Regions from separate parts of the Mus musculus genome. Here region 2 is linked to region 1. The links are chromatin contacts, called in public promoter capture Hi-C maps. All regions are on one chromosome and are shown on one strand. Each heading gives the region's core, a stretch centred on a gene start, on an enhancer-like site or on the middle of the called end of the contact. The rest is flanking DNA. Distances are from core to core; before and after follow the strand shown. Region 1 has its middle 23 kb from the start of Lin28a. Region 2 overlaps Cep85 (centrosomal protein 85).

Region 1 (2,700 bases), core at 128-2,627:
AGAGTCTAAAGGGTCCCCCAGGTTTGGAAGGGGACCAGGGAGCAGAATGAGGAGGGACAGGGCTAATGACTACACAGTCAGGGGATCTGATGTGTCTCCCTATCTGAAGGTTCCCAGATGGAGAGACCCTGGTGCCCTCCCTCCCCTTGAGATGAAGCGGCTCCACACTGTAGCCTCTCATCTTCTATCAGACTAGGGATTTTATATGAGCCTCAAAGTGAACCTGTCTTTATTCTGGGCATGGTGGAGCAGAAATATAATTTAAAAATTAGGAAAGCTGAGGCAGGAGGATTAGAAATTCTAGGTCAGCTTGAGTTACAAGTATTTTGTTTGTTTTCATTTTGGGTTTTTTGGTTTGGTTTGGTTTGGTTTGGTTTTTCAGGACAGGATTTCTCTGTGTAGCCCTGACTGTCCTGGAATTAGTGCTATAGACTAGACTGGCTATAGACTAGAATTCACAGGGATCTGCCTGCTTCTGCCTCCCAAGTGCTGCGATTGAAGCCGTGGAGTGATGGCGATGTGTTTAATCCCAGCACTCAGGAGGCAGAGGCAGGCAGATTTCTGAGTTCGAGGCCAGCCTGGTCTACAGAGTGAGTTCCAGGACAACCAGGGCTATACAGAGAAACCCTGCCTCGGGGGGAAAAAAAAAAAAACAAAGAAAAGGGAAAAAGAAAAGAAGAAAGAAGGAAAAAAGAAACAACAACAAAAGAAGAAGAAAAGAAAAGAAGACAAAAGATAGAGACCTCCACTATCTGAGTCTCCAGGAAGCAGGGCCTCCACCACTACCACTACCCCTGCTTCCGACCTCCTCCCTGAGTGTCCTCCCCGAGGCCCCCCTCCCACCCTCAGAGCTGCTTGGCTTCCAGGTTCAGCTCCCCCTGGACTTCCCCTCTGCTTCCTTCCCAGCATAGCCAGGTCCGGTTTAGTTTCATCTGTTTCCATCCTCTGCCAGGGGCAGATGCTTCTGGCTAAGTCATTAACAGCCCATTTCCGATAATCAGCTGGGCTCTGACCACACATGAATGGTTCACAGGACTGGTCACACCAGAAAAGAAAAAGAGCACGCAGGTCCCTGACTGGCTGGCTGTGTGCCAGGCGTGTGCTAACTTCTCACAGCTGTTCCCCTATTCCCTCAGCAGTGGCTTCAGAGCCTCTCCTGCTCACAGGCCTGAGTTGGCTGAAGGATGCTGCAGAGATGTCTGCCTCCCCTGTGCAGGGTTCCCATTCACATCATCAGAGGTCCTGACTTGGGACCGCTCGAAGTGACAGGAAGCAAGGATGTGATTTAAACACTAGGAGAGATGAAGAGCTGTCACATGAGGACCAGTTTGCAGGCGGCTCATTCTGCCTGGATCTGGGAGGGTCTAAACCTCAGATAACTTGACTGTGGTTTGGGTGTGGTGCTCAGTGGTAGAGTTTAGCGCCATGTGAGGGGTTGGGTTAGATACCTCATACTGCAAAATAAAGTAATGAATGAAGAAAGGCTCAGTTAACAGATGATTGGCAGTGGGGAATGGTAATCCTCATTGGGGCTGGAGAGATGGCTCAGCAGTTAAGAGCACTGACTGCTTGCTCTTCCTGAGGTCCTGAGTTCAAATCCCAGCACCACATGGTGGCTCACAACCATCTGAAACGGATCTGATGCTCTCTTCTGGTGTATTCATGTACATGAAATAAATTAATATTTTTTAAAAAGAGAGAGAGAGAGAGAAAGGGGATTCGTGATGGCTACAGTGGGGCAATAGAAACTGCTTCTTTTGATACACACAGAGGGACAGTGTACCTAGAAAGTCACCAAGCTTCATTCATGCATATGAGGGCAACATGGGTAACTCCATGATGTTACACCTAGAAAGAGAGAGAGTTGGGGGGTGGGAGTGGGAGAAGCAAGGAGTGGGGGAGGGGGAGGAGGGAGGGAAGGAGGAAGAAAGAAATCACCTTTCTGTAACATAAAAAGCAGTCCCTGGAACCAAAGCCATGATTCAATGGTTAAGAATGATGGCTGCTCTTCCAGAGGACCCCGGTTTGATTCCCAACACCTCTGGCGACATAAACCATCAACTCCAGTTCCCAGAGATATGACCCCCCTCTTCGGACCTCCGTGGGCACCAGGCACACACCCAGACGCATAAAATGAAACCCATCTTTAGAAAACATTTTAAGCCAGGAGTGGTGGCACACCCCTTTAATCCCAGCACTTGGGAGGCAGAGGCAGGCAGATTTCTGAGTTGGAGGCCAGCCTGGTCTACAGAGTGAGTCCCAGGACAGCCAGGGCTATACAGAGAAACTCTGTCTCAAAAAAAAAAAAAAAACCAAGAAAACAAAACAAAAAAAAGAAAGAAAGAAAGTAAACATTTTAAAGTCATTGAAGTGGTGTTGGTCAGTGTGTGCTCAGTATGTAGAAAGCCCTGGGTTCCTTCCCCGCGTGCCATGGTTAATAATAAAAGATCGAGTTGGTGTTTTTGTTTTTTGGTTTTTTTTTTTTGTCAAATTGACATAGGCTAAGGCCATCTGGAAAGAGGGAATTTCTATTGAGAAGATGCCTCTAAAAGACTGGCTGTAGGCAAGTCGGGGAGCAGGTTTTTTCTTTCTTTTATTTATTTTTATTTTATTTATTTATTTTTATTTTGTTTTTTTGAGGCAGTATCTGTCTGTGTAGCCTTGGCTGTTCTGGAACTGACTCTGTAGCCCAGGCTGGCC
Region 2 (2,700 bases), core at 122-2,621, 120 kb before region 1:
ACATAGACACATTGGTTTCTTGCCCTGGGTCCTCAGGGTCATAAGGAGTGTACCTGCGATAGGCCTCCTTGAGTCTCTCTAAAAAGGCTGAGGGAGACTCATTAGGTCCCTGGGTTATCCCTTTTACCTTGGCCAAATTGGTGGGGCTTCTGCCCGCGTTTTGGAGACCCGCTAAGAGCAACTGGCGATAGAGGACTAGGTGGTTCCTACCTTCTGTAGTGGTGTAATCCCAATCGGGGCGTTCAAGGGGAAAAGCAGCATTGACTTCATTAGGCAACTGAGTGGGGCGTCCATCATTGCCCCGGACTGCCTTTCTAGCCTCTAGGAGCACCCGCTGCTTTTCTTCTCCGGTCAGCAGGGTCCCCAACAACTGCTGACAGTCGTCCCAGGTGGGCTGGTGGGTGATGAGGACGGACTCAATCAAGGCCGTCAATTTACCTGGATCTTCAGAAAAGGAAGGGTTATTATTTTTCCAATTGTATAAGTCCGAGGAGGAAAACGGCCAATACTGAAGCTGGCCATCTCCCCCCATGCGGAGTGGGAATGCCTGGGAGGAGGTGGAGTCCGCTGCGGGAGGGTCCCTCCTTCCCCGCAGTCGAGACACCATGGGAGAAGGGGGGGAAACCTCGGAGGTGGCGGCCGCCTCTTCTTCATCGTTCCCTCTGGCAGAGGAGGAAGGTTGTGCTCCGTACGGCGGGGGGTCCTCTGTGAGAAGGTCAATGAGAGGTCCGCCGTTATCAGGGAGAACCTGGGGCTTAGGAGGTTTGGTCTTTATAGAGGGGGTAAGGGCAGGGTAAAGGGCAGATCGGGACGGAGGTTGCGCAGAAGGACCGGGCGGGAGGACGGGAGCTGTCGGTAAAGGAGGGGGTTTTGGAGAGACAAACGGTTTGACCCACGGAGGGGGGTCATAGGCAAGTGCCTCCCAGGTGACGATATATGGGACCTGATCCGGGTGTCCGTGGGGACCAGGACAAAACACTCTAGACTTGACCTGAGAGATAATACCTAAATTAAAAGTACCATCCTGAGGCCATCCCACATTGAAAGTTGGCCATTCGGCGGAACAGAAGGTAACCCAGCGCCTCTTCCTGACATCCACAGACTGATTGGATGCAATGCGCTGGACATCTCCCCAGTGCTGCAAGGTTAGACTCAGAGGGGTAGTTACGGTCTGTCCCATGATCTCGAAAACACTTAAAGACAGGAGAAAACTAACGAAGGACAAAAGGACAACAAACAAATCAGACGCGCGGCGCGGTTTCGGCGTAAAACCGAAAGTAAAAAATTCAGACGGGGGAGGGAAGTGTCTCCGCCTCTCGTCCCCCAACAAAGCCACGTGCCCCTCGGACAGTGGAGGAGCTCCAAAAAGTCCGACTCGGGTAGGTTAACTGATACAGAATGGGCCACAAAACGGGCCCCCGAGGCCGCTGGGACGTCTCCCAGGGCTGCGGCCGGGAATACGAACTCGTCAGTTCTTCCGCAGAACCGCCAGATACAGATCTAGTTAGCTAACTAGTACAGACGCAGGCGCAAACATTAGATGCCGGCACAAACACGCAACACGCACGGAGACAGAGACAGACACGAAACGACCGCTGGCCAGCTTACCTCCCGGCGGGGGTCGGTGGTCCCTGGGCAGGGGTCTCCTAATCTCGGTGGAACCTCCAAATGAAAGACCCCCGAGGTGGGTGGTCAATCAATCTGAGGAGACCCTCCCAAGGATCAGCGAGACCACGATTCGGATGTAATCAGCAAGAGGCTTTATTGGGAACACGGGTACCCGGGCGACTCAGTCTGTCGGAGGACTGGCGCGCCGAGTGTGGAGTTCTTACCCTTTTTATAGGGCTGGGGCTGGGGAGCAAAAAGCGCGGGTACAGAAGCGAGAAGCGAGCTGAGTGGTTAGTTCAAATCAAGGCTTGGGGTATTTCCTGGTCATTTGGGGAACCTGAAACTGAGGTGGGACTTTTTCAGAAACTGTTGCTGGTTCCGCTTTATCTGGGTACCATCTGTTCTTGGCCCTGAGCCGGGGCCCAGGCGCTTGACCACCGATATCCTGTTTGGCCCTTGTCCTAGTATTATTCAGCCTTGATTTGTAACTGTTAATCTTTAACTGAACTTCCTTGTAACTTTTGAGAGCTCAGCTCTGGTACTTTTTCATGCCTTGCAAAATGGCGTTACTGCAGCTAGCTTGCTAAGCCTTATGGTGGGGTCTTTCATGTTTTATTTTTATTGAGGCTAAGGGAAAGTGCTTACCCAGAGTTTAACTTCCAGCACCACAAGCACACAGTGATTTTGTTTGTTTGTTTGTTTGTTTGCTTGTTTACTTGCTTGCTGAAATCTTGTCCTTCCATCACACCCACACCCTCTCCCTCCCCTCTTCCTTCCTCTTCTTCCTTTTTATTCTTTCCTTTCCTTCCCTATGTCCCCCCCCCACCCTCTTTCCTTTCTTTCACGAGGTGTCTCATCTGTCCCAGGCTGTTCTAGAACTTATATGTAGCAAAGGATGGCCTTGACCTTCTTCTCTTCCTATCTCCACTTTCTGTTTGTGGGCATATGCTATACTACCCAGTTTAAGCAGAGTTAACCCAGGACTTCATGGATGCTGGCAAGCAGATGCAGTCTACCTACCCTAGAGCTCATTGACTCAGCTAGACCGTGTCCGACAAGACTGTGTCCGACAAGCCTCGAGGGGTCTCTTGC

The links. Capture Hi-C pulls out chosen DNA fragments and counts their contacts.
Region 2: a contact with region 1 is called in a promoter capture Hi-C map of pancreatic islet. The contact joins two enhancer-like sites. A contact is called at or near these places in 2 of 15 datasets of contacts at CTCF or cohesin (large pre-B cells and pro-B cells), 14 of 484 Hi-C or Micro-C datasets (B cells, CD8 T cells, CD8 central memory T cells and 8 more), 5 of 115 datasets of contacts at active chromatin or transcription factors (bone marrow-derived dendritic cells, embryonic stem cells, large pre-B cells and 2 more) and 4 of 9 other capture datasets (adipose tissue, liver, macrophages and 1 more).

Annotation. Positions count from the first base shown.
Region 1 is chr4:134,040,333-134,043,032 of GRCm38.p6, reverse strand. No RefSeq gene overlaps it. Among named protein-coding and RNA genes, the nearest start is that of Lin28a, 23 kb to the right of the region's middle. Within about 2 kb of position 1,377, at least 53 of the 459 cell types and tissues checked have an H3K27ac peak or open chromatin away from gene starts, as enhancers often do. A contact at or near this core is called in CD8 T cells, pancreatic islet and pro-B cells, where this site is marked.
Region 2 is chr4:134,158,907-134,161,606 of GRCm38.p6, reverse strand. All of the region lies in intron 3 of Cep85 (centrosomal protein 85), which reads left to right. Among named protein-coding and RNA genes, the nearest start is that of Cep85, 27 kb to the left of the region's middle. Within about 2 kb of position 1,371, at least 56 of the 459 cell types and tissues checked have an H3K27ac peak or open chromatin away from gene starts, as enhancers often do. A contact at or near this core is called in CD8 T cells, pancreatic islet and pro-B cells, where this site is marked.